2 separate regions of the Mus musculus genome follow, and region 2 is linked to region 1. A link is a contact called in public promoter capture Hi-C data. All regions are on one chromosome and are shown on one strand. The core of a region is the stretch at or near the end of the contact, and the rest is flanking DNA. Distances in the headings are between cores, read along the strand shown.

The links. Capture Hi-C pulls out chosen DNA fragments and counts their contacts.
Region 2: a contact with region 1 is called in a promoter capture Hi-C map of adipose tissue. The contact joins two enhancer-like sites. A contact is called at or near these places in 1 of 484 Hi-C or Micro-C datasets (bone marrow-derived macrophages), 1 of 115 datasets of contacts at active chromatin or transcription factors (VIP interneurons) and 2 of 9 other capture datasets (adipose tissue and pancreatic islet).

The regions. Positions count from the first base shown.
Region 1 is chr5:129,411,661-129,418,655 of GRCm38.p6, forward strand. No RefSeq gene overlaps it. Among named protein-coding and RNA genes, the nearest start is that of Gm34468, 78 kb to the right of the region's middle. Within about 2 kb of position 3,926, at least 76 of the 459 cell types and tissues checked have an H3K27ac peak or open chromatin away from gene starts, as enhancers often do. A contact at or near this core is called in adipose tissue, where this site is marked.
Region 2 is chr5:129,530,283-129,537,277 of GRCm38.p6, forward strand. All of the region lies in intron 7 of Sfswap (splicing factor SWAP), which reads left to right. Among named protein-coding and RNA genes, the nearest start is that of Sfswap, 33 kb to the left of the region's middle. Within about 2 kb of position 4,444, at least 69 of the 459 cell types and tissues checked have an H3K27ac peak or open chromatin away from gene starts, as enhancers often do. A contact at or near this core is called in adipose tissue, where this site is marked.

The DNA of each region.
Region 1 (6,995 bases), core at 2,676-5,175:
AATTTCCCTCCAAGCTCAATGACATCACAGACTTATCTGAATTTCCATTCTCCTGAGCTACCAGGGGCTATACCATAGTTAACCGTGATAACGGCCACAGGGGAAGCTGGAGTAGAGATGGGTCAGGCAATGGGGTCTGGGGTAGAGATAGATTGAAGATGGAGGCTAGGGTGGAGATGAATGGCCAAGATGGCTGGGCTTGAGGAGAGAGCTGATGGAGATGATGGGGTTGATGGGGATGATGGAGATGATGGGGATGGAGATGATAAGGATAAGGATGGGGTAGAGGTTTGTGAAGATGGGAGATAGGGTGGAGATGTATGGTAGAGATGGGGGCTGGGGTAGAGATGGGTGAGACAATGGAGGCTGAGTAGTCATGGGTAAGACCATGGAGGTTGCAGTAGAAGTGGGTAAGACAGTGGGAACGGGAGTAGAGATGGGTGAGAGATGGGGCCTGGGGTAGAGATGCACCAGTGAGAGAGTGGAAAGCTTGCAAGGTGATAGTTTGTTCTCATAGACCCCACTCTGAGGTACCACTTTCCATAAGCTATCAGTAATCCCCACCATTCTCCGAATCATCCACACCCGACAGATGTCATCTGTAAGCATCTTGCGTAATAAACTACACTCCCCCTACCCCCCCGTATGTAGCTCCGCTTCATACATGGTGTTGAATGGCATGTCATGGCACAGATGCAGAGTCAGAAGGCAGACCATCTGGTTACTGGGCTAGTAAGAAGGCAGACCATCAGGGCACTGGGCCAGTTAGAAGGCAGACCATCAGGGCACTGGGCCAGCCCTCAGTAAAGTCAAACAGAAACACAGAGACAACTCTCCTCGCCTTAAAGTTTTCTTGGGTGATTCACAAAATCTAAGCTTGTGATCCAAGCCATTTATGGCTGATTCTACTTTCTCAGCACTGGGAATATAAGCTTGTGCCACCACAGCTGGCTTTTTAAATGCAGGTCCAAGGGAACAAACTCTGGTGTTCATGCTTCCAAGGCTAACAATTCACCTGATCCTGGGGCTTACTGGCCTGCCAGCCTATCCTGATTGTGAGCTCTGTGCCAATGAGAGAACTTCCCACCTCCTCAAAAGTAATAACTCCATAAGAATGACACCAAGATTGACCACACACACACACACACACACACACACACACACACACACACACACACACACAGAGGCACACACAAGGATGCACACATACATATCTGCATGCATGGATGCATACACATATGCACAATTTCACATATATACATACATACACACATGTATGCACACACACATACACGCATGCATGACTGCACACCTGTACACAGACACAAATGCATATACAGACACACATGCATGAACAGACACATGCATGCATTCACATACATGCCAAAACAAAACAAAACAAGACAAAACAAAACAAAAGAAGGGATCTCATAGGTGACAGCTTATAGCTCATGAATTCCTGGAACAGAATGGACACATCCCAGATATGGCTGCAAGAGCAACTACATCAATATTTGCAAGGCAGACTGCAATGACAATGTCTGGAGTCAGGTGGCACCTAGAAGCCAATCCTGGTGACCCTGAGAATTAATTACAGTTACATTTGTGAAGTGGTACCCATCAAGATCAAATCTGCCGTGGCAAACAGGACTATAATTCCTTTCTTTTTGTGGCTCCAGTCTGGAAAAATCTAGTGCAATGGTTCTCAACCTTTGGGCCCTGACCCCTTTGGGGTCAAATGACTTTTAAATAGGGATCGCCAAAAAAAAAAAAAAAAATCACCATCAGAACACACATACTTCTGACAGTCTTAGGACCTGAGACACTGCTTCTCTCTCCATCTCCAGGCAGGTCTGCCGACATCCAGGTACGCCCACATAATGAGTACCAGGAACTGAATTAAAGGGTACTGCATTAGGGAAGCTGAGAACCACTGGTCTAGTGAGTGAATGAGTATTTTCAAAATCCTGATGGCCCCATTAATGCAGTTTAGATCTGCATTAGTACAGTGCCTGGTTGTCTGAGACACTATAGAACTTCAAAACTGGGGGGTGCTGCCTACGTTAGAGTGGGTGGAAAGCCAGCCATGTGCCACAGAGCTGCAAGATATGTCTTGGGCCACTGATGTCAATTTGGTGGTAGTAGCCTTAGTAGCTGGTCTCACTTCTCCAAACCAGTTTCTGGTATATGTGGGTATAGCATTTGCCTCAGAAATAACATAGAAGCTGGTAACCACAATTGCCACCCAAATACTCTTCGGGTACAGTGACATCACTGCTAACTTTTACCTTCAAGTTAGATGTTTTAAAATGGGGTGCACTGGTTGGTTTTTATTGTCTTTGTGACACACCTAGAGTTACCTCCATTAGATAGGCTTATGGTCATGTCTATGAAAGAAGGTCCTGTTGGCGATTGATGTGGGGTAGCCTCGCCCACTGTGGGCAGCACTATCCCTAGGCAGAGGGGCCTTGGCTGTATAATATTTCTGCACTTGTTTATTTTTTAAATATGATGCTGGGTATCAAAACTAGAACCTCATAGTACCAGGCTGTATCACCACCCCAAGTTGGCAGATTTGGGTCAGGGAGAAGAATTTAAACAGATCCCTACCCAAATTTGAACTATTATTCATGAGCATGAAAAAAATGCATAAATGAACAAGACACTAAGCTCAGCATCAAATGACTAAATCGAGACAAATTGGCCTCAATCTTGTCATTGCTTACAAATAAATGGGCAGCTGAGATTTGCAGTTCTTGCTCCAGGCCAGAATAATCCCACCACAGTCACAGGTTCAATATGTATGGAGTTAGCTGTTTCTGGTTAGGTGTACACTTTCCTGAAGATCACTGTGTCTGTGTGTGTGTGTGTCTGTGTGTGTGTGTGTGTGTAGTAGGATGTTCTCTGGCCAAAATGGAGCATGCTGGGGCCATTCGAGGGGTGGGCAGTGAAGGTGATCGAGGTGATCGAGCAACTGGCTGCAGATACCCTCTGCTCAGGATCTGGTAGTTGCTTTGTATGAGGCAGAGCCTTGTACCTTGTAGTGCAGAGCCTCGTGAAGTATATAGCTATGACAGTAAAGGCACAGGACCCTGGAGGGACAATGAAGCAGTGGTACGGGGAGAGGCTGTCCTACAGACAACAAGAGGGAGTGAGTCCTACCACAGGGAAGGTACTTGGGGTCCTGAGGGCTGTGAGACTATGTCAATGATCTGTTTCGGGTGGAATGTGAACTGGAGGCCCTACATGTTTGCTCTCTGGTTCTCTAGGGTTTCTTCGACATTGGGGAAGTTTCCTGCAAACATCCAGCTGTGATGGACCCCAACACCCACAGCACCAATCCTTTATCCCTTCCAGAACAAACTCAAAAGTCAGACCAGGATGGCAGCCAGAGAATCCAGGGTGCCCACTGTTCCTAATCCGCTATACTCCCAACATGCCCCTGTGAAGAGCTGGGTATACACACACACTCCAGAGAGGTGCGCTAGAGAACAAGACATGGCCATCTGAGACACCAACCAGGGACAAAGAAACCCAGCCAAACCTCCCCATCCAGGGGGGCCTTGGGAAATAATCAAATTTCCAAAGCAACAGGAAGCTTAGATTTCTTTCTGTTCATCACCAAGGCGAGGCTGAGAGGTTTGGAGACAGACCTAGCCTCCAGTGTGAGCTAAATTCTAAGCCACATCCCAAGGGTGAACAGCCCCCTGCAGACTCCTGACTCTCACATCGTAAACAGTCTATACAGACTGGCGAGGGAAACACAGCCTAAGTTTGCTTTCATGTTTTATCGGAGTACAAAGAAGGAAGGACCCTGTGGAATGGCATGGGAATGCAAACCGAGCGCCTCTGGAATGAAACAGAAAGCAAACCGAACTCACACTGCAGTGTCCTTATAAGGCTTTCAAAAGCTCTGTCATATTCTTGGGAACTTTGAAGGCATGTGTGGGGGCAGGGCGCTGTGTCTAGGGAGGACCAGCGTTGGCCTCTCACTGCTTGCCTCGGCCTGACCTTGAGATTCAGGGCTAGCAAGCATAGACTCCTGGCTGAGTTACAGGATTTCTGCCCCACCACGGACTTGCAGACCCCCTCAGCAAAGCCTGGATGGAGACTTCTCAGATAGTTCAAGGAACCAGAGGAGTCTTAACCGAGCCCTGAGCTGATGGAGCCGATCTCAGCGTCTTCTCCAAAGGGAACCAGGAGAGAAGCAATCTAGGGAAGTAACTAAATCAAGAAAACGGCGCAAGCAGTAACGCAGGACAGGGAAAGACTGGGTTCCAGACATATTTTTAATTATTTAAATATTAAATATAACTCTAGTCCTCCCACGGGGTGAAAGGGCACTCCTGGGACCTCCACTCCAAATTCGTTCGGCTCTAGTTCTGCTTTCTGGGTGACTCCACTGACACAGATGATGTCCTTTGCCCTGTTTTGCCTTTTGGGATCCATTATAGGGGTGACAGGGACTTTCAGGTCTGCATAGCTGATTGCTGTATGTATGTTCTCTCAGACTATCCTCTGCAAAACTGCTTCAGAGAGAGGGAAGAAGGAACTCAGACCAGCTGTCAGCATCAAGTTCCTACACGGGTTAGGGATGCTCTTGTCACTACTGACTCTAACACAAGATTTTAACACTTGCTACAACATGAGGCAGGCGTGGGGACCAGATCAGACTAACATGGGTACCAGAAGATGGGAGGTTTGCCTGCCTTCTGGGTCTCTGACTTCTCTCTAGGCAAACAAAGCGTCAGCTGCCCATCTTCAGGGACTTTTATTTGGAATGCATCCTGAAAAACTAGGGATGATTTGTTTGAATCCTGAGAGTCTCAAAAAAAAAAAAAAAAAAAAAAGAGACCAGTGAGCTTCTTTTATACTTTGGCATGACCAGTGTGACCCAGCTAACAGAGAAGAATGGCCAAAAGATGGCACTGTCCTCCGGCTAGATCTGTTCTGCCGATGAGAAAGAAGATAGAGAGTTCCAGTGTCCAGACTTTCTGTCTCTCCTTCTCCTCCCCTACCACTCCTCCTCCCCCTCCTCCTCGACATTCTCCTCCTCCTCCTCTTCCCCCTTCTCTTCCCCCTCCCTCCCATTCTCCTTCTCCTCCTCCCCCTCCTCCTTCTTCTTCTCCTCCTCCTCCTCTTTCTCTCTCCCTCTCTCCCTCTGAATGTGTGTGCCCATATGCACATGATCATGTGTGCATAGGTACACATGTATATGTGTATATATGTGGACACAAATGGAAGTCAGGGATCAACTTGAAAATGCTGTTTCTCAGGATACCATCCATCCTGCTTTTGGAAATAGCTGAGTGGGCTAGGTAGACTGCCAAAGAACCCCAGGGATACCCGTCTCTGCCTTCCCAGTGTTGAGATCACAACTATGTGCCCCCATACCTGGCTCTTCTGTGTACATTCTGGGAGATCAGACTTGGGGCTCCATGCTTCTGTGCGAAGAATTTGATCAACCCACCCATCTCTCTCAGCCTGCTAGGCTTTCCTTGTAAGAAGCAACCCCGACCTCTGTAAAAACTAAATTCAAGCCCAATTCAGATGTCCTGCTCTCTGAGTCAATATGATTTACCAAATTACACACTTGTCATGCAGACAAAATTCTACAGGGGATGAAATGAAGTATGACCTGGGCTTACCATAACATGGGGACCTAAGTGCCATCCTGTTATGTGTGTCCCCTTCTCCTGTCCCAAATACAAATGCTCTGGGTCTGGCCTGCCATCTCTGGCCCAACCCTGAGTCAACCGTCCAAGCTTCAACTTTCTCTTTCTCTTTTCATTTGCTAAATTCTCCAGGAAGGAAGGAAGGAAGGAAAGAAAGAAGGAAGGGAGGGAGGGAGGGAGGGAGGGAGGGAGGGAGGGAGGGAGGGAAGGAGGGAGGACTCTGCTGACACTCTTTCTAGTTTCAAGGAGAGCAGATGTCTTCTGTGTCCATGACTGCAGTTAGAGTTGACATATGAAGATTGTTGGATCCCTGGGGTTTTTTTTCCCTCCTTTTGGCTGTGCCTATATTAAGATACTTCTGCTATTCAAGGCTATTAGAAACTTTGCAGTCTTGGCAAGGTCTCACTAGAATGTAAGATTATGCAGCTCTCGGGCTTGCCTGAGACGGAGGGAAAAACGATGAAAGAGTTTTTTAGAAGCTGAAGCATCAGGCCAGCAAGATGGCTCAGTGGGTAAAGGTGCTTGTTAAAGCCTGTGCTTACTTAGACACACACAACACACATACACACACACAACATACACAACACACACACACACAACACACACAGAGAGACACACACACAACACACACACACACACACCACACACAGAGAGACACACACACAACACACACACACAACACACACACACACATGCGTGCAAAAGGATATACACACATACATTCTTAAGGTCAGAATACTGCTATAAACCTAGACTCTAGTCCCCTGGGTTGTTTGGTTTGGTTTGGTTTGGTTTGGTTTGGTTTGGTTTGGTTTGGTTTTTCGAGACAGGGTTTCTCTGTGTAGCCCTAGCTGTCCTGGAACTCACTCTGTAGACCAGGCTGGCCTCGAATTCAGAAATCCTGCCTCTGTCTCCCAAGTGCTGGGATTAAAGACATGCACCACCACTGCCCGGCTAGTCCACTGTTAAAATCAACAAGGCTCTTGTCAGATATTGATGTGCTCTGGCAACATTCCAAAGCTGATTGGTGGCGAGATGGCTCAGCGGTTAAGAGCACTGGTTGCACTTCCAGAGAACCTGACCTCAATTCCCAGCAGCCACAGAGTGGCTCACAACAGGGAAAAACACCGAGACACATAAAATAAATGTTTGTTTAATTAGGAACTGATTTCTAAAAAGGAACTGATAACTAATCGAGATGGTTACGTTTTCTGCACAGTTTGCCAGGTGTTTAGTTGGGAAACTGAATCTTAACAAAATTGGGATTTACTTAAAAACCATTTCAACTTATTATTTCTTTATTTTGGTCTCACCTTGATC
Region 2 (6,995 bases), core at 3,194-5,693, 120 kb after region 1:
TGTTTAATCACCAGTATTGGGGAAAAGTATCAGTATTGTGCTTTCTCTTTGCTACAAGTTCAAGAACATGATGAATATGGTAAGATGTTTCTTATTTCTTTGATTATAATTAGTACATGCTAAGTTTTTGTTTTAATTAGAGCGGGACATATCTATACTTTGAAAGTCAAATGCATACTTGTTATGAAAAATGTCTGCACTCCATCTCCCAGAGCCAGTCTGGGTTCCAGGATTACTTGAAACACTAGTCTCTGAAGTTGGGTCGACTCTATCCACCCTTGCTGTGGCTACACCTCTGTTCCTCCACATCCTGAAGTTAGGTGCTCTGGGATCTTCTTCTGCAACAGACAGCAATCTCTTTACTTGCAAGTGCCCCTCAAGCTTTCTCATGCCCAGAGTTTAACACTCCCACCTGGTGGTTTTTTTTTTTTTTTTGGTTGTCTTAAGCCTTTAGAGGAGCAAACAGGTAGAGGATATGTATATAAAAATATATTCTAGAGTCAGGCAGTGGTGGTGCACGCCTTTAATCCCAGCACTTGGGAGGCAGAGGCAGGTGGATTTCTGAGTTCGAGGCCAGCCTTGTCTACAGAGTGAGTTCCAGGACAGCCAGAGCTATACAGAGAAACCCTGTCTCGAAAAACAAAACAAACGTGTGTATGTGTGTGTGTGTGTGTGTGTGTGTATTAAAAGGGAGTCATAACAACAATCTGCACAGTAGTGGTGGGGTAGTCCAGCAGTTGCTCTCTGTGTACCAGAGAGAATGAGAACTTGGTAACTGCTTCAGCAGTCAGTGTGGTGCTGAAGACCTGGAAGACTCCAGAGCTGTCAGTCGTCAGTACGTATTGGAAGGCCAACGTAGCTGGAGTCTGATATCAATCAGATCTTGAGATGAGTTAGATAGACTTAGCAGCAAGAAATGAAGGGAAGTGGCTGGAGAGAGGTAGCTCAGCAGTTAAAAGCACTGGCTCCTCTTTCAGAGTATCCAGGTTCAATTTGAACCATCTGTAATCCTAGTCTTAGATCTAACATCTTCTGGCATCTAAGGGTACCAAGTACACACTGATGCAGAGACAAACATGTAGGCAAAACACTCATCCATAAAAAAGAAAGAAAGAACAAAATGAGGGCACATAGACATGCAAACACTGTTTTGCCTCAAACATCTTTATGTATCTGGTATACCCACAGGAAAGTGCTACACACTTGGTGGATGGGTCACCTCTCATTTAATCCTTCCTGGAAATGCACTCACAGACCCTCCTAGATAAACAGCTGAAAACATCAACTTTTCCCCCAGAGCAGATATCTTCAGGTTATACTCTATAACTTAAATATGATACACAGAGCGACAACACTTAAGTTCTGACATTTTCTTAATGTTATATGGTAATAGAATAGGGAAAGAAAGAAAACACAAATATCTGCTTACTAATGCATACATATAAAGCCATGAACATTTTAACAAAGTAAGACAGAAACATTCACGGCAGTTACATTCCTCATTTCTGTGATTGGTTACTTGGCTACAGTTGTTTATATTTTTCTACTTCCCAGCTCATATGCTCAGCAAGTCCTGTTTCTTTACCTGTGGGAGTAGCCTGAAACTTACTTGTAACACAGGAGGGCTGAGGATTTATGTCCTCCCTGCCTCAGCCTCCTGAAAGGTTCTGGCTCCTTTACCATCCTGCCTGGATCGAGTTGTTACAGTTTCAGACTTAACTCAGAACATGGTCACACCAAGAAAGACTCTACTCTTCCTTTCTCCATAGCAGTCCAGTTTCTCTGTGATGTCTGGAGCAATTATTTCTAAAAACATTGTAACTCCTTTCTTAATGTTGATTCAAGGACATCAGGAGCCAGAGTGGCCAGGGGAAAGTCTTAGCTTCTAGTTTAACTGAATCCATGTAATGCTTCTTGTGCCTCCTAACAGAAGCACTCCTTCCTCTGGAACCAAGACATCTAGGCTAGCACAGCATTAAATTGTAGGAACAGAAAGCAAAATGTTGCTAGTGAACCACTGGGGGTAGTAGTATTGAGTGGTAACGTTCCCATTTCTATCCCTTGAGTCTTGGATCCATGAATCCTGGCTATAGGAGAAACTACCATATTCTGAACACTGAATCGGAGCATTGTAGTCTTCTAGAGGACTCTGCCCCAGCCCTTCAGGCTACTGCTGCCTACTTGGCCATATAGCTGTGTCTTTAAAAAGCCATTCCATCATCTGGTCAAGCCAGCTGCTTTAGTTGTTGATCCCATGTATCATCCTCGCCTCGCCATTGTGACTCCTTTGTTCATGGGTCCATTGGGTAATGACAGGAATGGCCTTCCAGGAAAAGTTGACTTCTGTCTACAAAGCAAGCCATCCTGCTTGCTTGTTGACATTCTCCTTTGCTGATGTCACCATTTGATGAGCATTTACACAGGACACAAGTATCTTCACTTCATTTGAAGAGATCTGTTTATATTCCTCTTCCCCAAATGTCTATCTTACCAATTTTCCAATCATGTTCTTTCCAAGTCTGCAGCTGTTCATCCAAACTACTGGGCATGCCCTTTGTGTCAGTGTATAAATTGTACATCTGTCCAAATGAAATGTATATGGCCAGCAAGATGGCTTATTGAGTTAAAGGTGCTTGCTTGCCACCAAGCCTGACAACCTGAGTTCAATTCCCAGGACCAATATAGTAGAATGAGAGAACTATCTCCCACAGGTTGTCCTTTGACCTCAGTGCACACCAATAACATGCATGCATGCATAAAGAGAATAAAAATAATACTAAAAATATACAACTCTGCCCTGCCCAAAGTTGTGCCTACCACAGGATTTTCCTTCAGGGTTGTCCCAGAAAGGTGCTGTAATACTACAGTTAGCTATCCTCTTCTGGGGAATGGACTCTACATAGGGTAGCACTATTCATAAATCAGGCCTCACTTTTGTTCTCTTTAGTCGTCCAGTCACAGAACATGCCTCCTGACGCAGTGAGTTCATGGAGACAGAAGGCATTGTTGGAGTAGTTGGAACCATAGGCATTTGGGTAACTTCATCTATGACCTACTTGGGCTCAGTTACATAAATATTATCACTTCCGATTGATGTCGCTTTGCTGCTTTGCATGTCCAACTTTATGGCTTAGTAGGTAATGCCTAGCCTATGATGGGCAATTCAAGTCATGTGGTAATAGCCCATTGTCAGATTCTCAGGTTTCCACTAAGTCCCCATAGCAGGCCAAGAGCTCTCTCTCAAAATCATTGTCTGTGGGTGAGAGCAAGGCCTTGTTCCAAAGTTCCAAAGGCCTCCACTGTGATTCCCCTGTGCGGTCCTCAAAGGACCCAACCATTACCCCATGTAGCACTGACAACGCAGCAGTGCCATCAGGTTTGCTAGACCATGTGTTCCAAGTGGCACAGCAGCTGGATTGTTTCAGGGATTGTTGCTGTTATTTTGGACCCATTCCTGGTACCACAGTCTGTATTAGGCATGGTTCTCTTGACAAAAGAATAGAGTGTGTATGTTACAAGATGATTCACAGGACTGGCACAGACTGGTCTGGGTAGTGTCATAATAGCCATCTACCCACTGAAGGCTGAGAACCAAATATAGGTGCACAGTTCATAAGGCTGCTGGAGTCCCCACTGAAAGCCTAGGGGAGTACTGGGGAGTCATTGGTCTTCTCCCCCTGGGGCAAGGCCGAAGAGGCTGAGTCAGATGATGGATGGCAGCAGTAATAGGAGAACTGGGTGCACTTACAAGCAAAAAGCAGAGGTGGACCGGGCAGCAGTGCCTCTTCTTTTGGACCGCCTCTTCCTGTTTGATTTGCTGCAGAAAGGTGCCACCTACTCTGAGGGAGGGTCCTCTCCCCTCAGTTAATCCTTCCTGAAAATACCCTTACAGGCCTACCAGTCAAGATGAATCATCTTAAGTTCTAATAATGCCATCTTTCGAAGCCTGGGTGGCTGCTGCTGAAGCCAAAGACAGAAGCTGGTCCATCCGTCACTGTACACCTGTGTGTTAGCTGCTGGCAGCTGTTTTCCCAGTCTGCTACTCTAGTCTGGGGCTGTGTTGTCAGCCTCCAGCCTTAGGCTTTCCTGTGGCTTCTCCATCGCCCGACTGTACTAGCTCCTGTGTTTGTCTCTTTGGGGTTCTCATTTGTTTGCTGGGGCACATCCTTGTTACAACTTGTTACAAGAGACTATGCTGGAAGATACATTTTTTTATTTCAACCCTTAGATAGATAGTGGGAAGGACCTAGTATGATGTAGATGTGTTTTTCCCTCCAGTCTGGAGTGCTCTGTGCTATAACTTCCCAGCCCTTGCCCTCGGCTGATACTGCCTGTTCTCTCCTGTACAACTGGAGCATTCATGGAACAGTGTGTCCATGCCAGTGCTATGTCAGGAATGCTTGCACAGCCTTTCCATTTGGCACTGGCATGCTAGAGAACAAAACAGATGGGAAACAGGGAAGAGGCAGCAGGCTCTGCATCTGCAGTTTTGCTTTCCGTGGGATCCAGTCTGAGGATGTTCAATGGAAAATTCCAGAAATAAAGCAACTCAAAATTTTAAAATTGTGCACTGCTATAATGAGTTATATGATAAGATCTTGAACAGTCACAGACCTTCCCACCGGGACCGGAATTGTCCCCTTCGTCCAGCTGACCCAGCCTGTAGGCTAGTCTCCCTTCCACTAGTCACTTAGGAATTGTCCTCATGTGTTGTGGCTAGGGGTTTACATTCAAAAGACCCTTTTAAAGTCATCTGCCACTGCTATATCCTTGTGCCCAGGCCACCTAGTACCATCACAAATACACTGTTTCATCTTAAATTATACCAAGACGGGTGTGCACAGCACAGCAGGATGTTGGGTGAATAGCCTGCTCGCCTAACTTCTATTACTGTAGTAGTTTAACTCCATTAATCATTTCTGTGGTCACTCTTCCTGTGACTGCTTTGCAAGTTAAGCCTTTATGAGTATTTGTGTGTAATAAATAGCCATGCAGGGCTCAGTGCTGTTTACAATGGCAGATGTTCCCACAGCACAGTGGCTATACAGGGGTTTCCAACCAAGAATCCTAGGAAGGGATTGACCAAAGACTTAGAGAAAGCTGGCATGAGCTGGGATGATTCTCACAGAGGCCCCAGAAGAGGAGGAAGAAGGAGCTTGTGGGAACACCTCCCAGACAGAAGCTTGCTGAGCCAAGAGGCCCAGGAAATCTGACTGGAGGCATGACATTTCCTAGACCAGAGCTGTAGGACAGAAAGGGTGTAGATGAAAGCCCAATGCAGTTCTGGACACAGTTGGTTTGGAACATGAGTGACCTCTCCAGTTAAGAGTGCCGAGTGAAGAGTTCTTAGATGTAGCCCAGGACTGGAGACGGGAATAGAATGCAAGCCTTTAGCCTTGGGAAAGGCTGAGGGGTGCCTGTCAGCCAGCTAGAGGTGGGAAGGAGGTGGAAGGACATGGCATGAATGGTACAGGAGGGACTGAGGGCGTTGCCTGAATGGTACATAGCCTCAGAGCAGAGTCAGTGGCCCTGCATCTTCCTTCAGGGTGCAGCACCAGGGACGGCCAGGAAGGTGGCTCACTGCTGACTCTCAGAAGCTCTCAGCTTGTGACCTGTGAGTTTTTTAAACATGTCTCCTTTAATGTCGTAGTTGTGTCTTAGGAAAGTTTCAGGATCCTCAGCACATACCTGCTCAAGAGCTGAAGGCTCTGGAAGATGATTAGATAGGGCTGGAGTGTAGCTCTGTTGGTGGAGTAGCTGCCTAGCAAGCATAGGGCCCTGGGTGGTTAGGCAGATGGCACCAGCCTTGCTCTGGGTTATTGCACATGTAAGCTTGTGAATAGCTGGAAAAGTGCTTCCAGGTGTGCCTCCACGCTAGCAGCTCACCCTTCCTTCCATGTTACTGCCTAGATGGCCTGGGAACCTGGGGCACTTTCTCTGTTGCCTCGTTTGGTGTGGATTTTTGCAGTACTCAAAGAAATACATTTATTAGCATACTATCACCTATTTTCACTCACTTAAAAACCCAGACCTGGTCAGTCATGGTGCTTTGTTCCTGTACTCCTGTCTCCTCAGTAAACTGAGGAAGGGTGCTCACTAGAGACCAAAGTTTAGAGGCCATTCTGGGAACAGAGCAAGGCCCCATGTCGAGATGGAGAAATAAGCAGTACCCTTGGGAAGTTCTGTGTATCATTTGAAGGTAGCAAGGCCTCTGGCTTGTCCTGAGGATGGCAGCCTAGCATCAAAGATCACAGGCAGCCCTGAACCAGGTACCTGCATTGCAGGGCTATACTACCCAGATCTTCTGTAGTAGGTGCCACTTTTTAAAAGTTTGCTGTTGTTTGTTGTTGTTGTGGGTTTCTTTTATATACATGAGTGTTTATCTGCGTGTATGTGTGCAGTGCCTATGGAGGCCAGAAGAGGGAGTTGGATCCCCTAGAACTGGAGTTATATATGGTTATAAGCCAGCCAGTGTGGGTGCTAGGAACCAAACTTGGAACCTCTGTGAGAGCAATATGTACTCTCATCCACGGAGCTGACTCTCTAGCAACTCCCTCTTTTTCTTGTAATAGCATCTTATTTAGCCACATGACTTGCAGTATTCTAAGTGTGACTTTTTGGATAATGTTGTGAACTGTGTTTGAATAGACAGCCCAGTAGTATTAAGTACATCTACATTGTTACTTGACTGATCTCTGGCGCCTCTTTCATCTTGCAAAATTGAAGCCATCTTCAAGTTTTTGCAAAGATATTATAAAAATACTTAAGTTTTATGAAAGATTTCTACCATAAAGCTTTAAAGTAAGATTATAAAATGTCAAATAGTATATTTATAGTTTATATTATAAAATCAGAAAGCCTGTGAGTGTGGGGCATTTTCATGTATATGATTTTGTGTGTGTGAGAGACAGACAGACAGACAGACAGACAGATCCACTTTTCTTCTTGGTGTGTGATGTTAGAACTAATAAGTGCTTGGGAACTTGTGCCTTGGG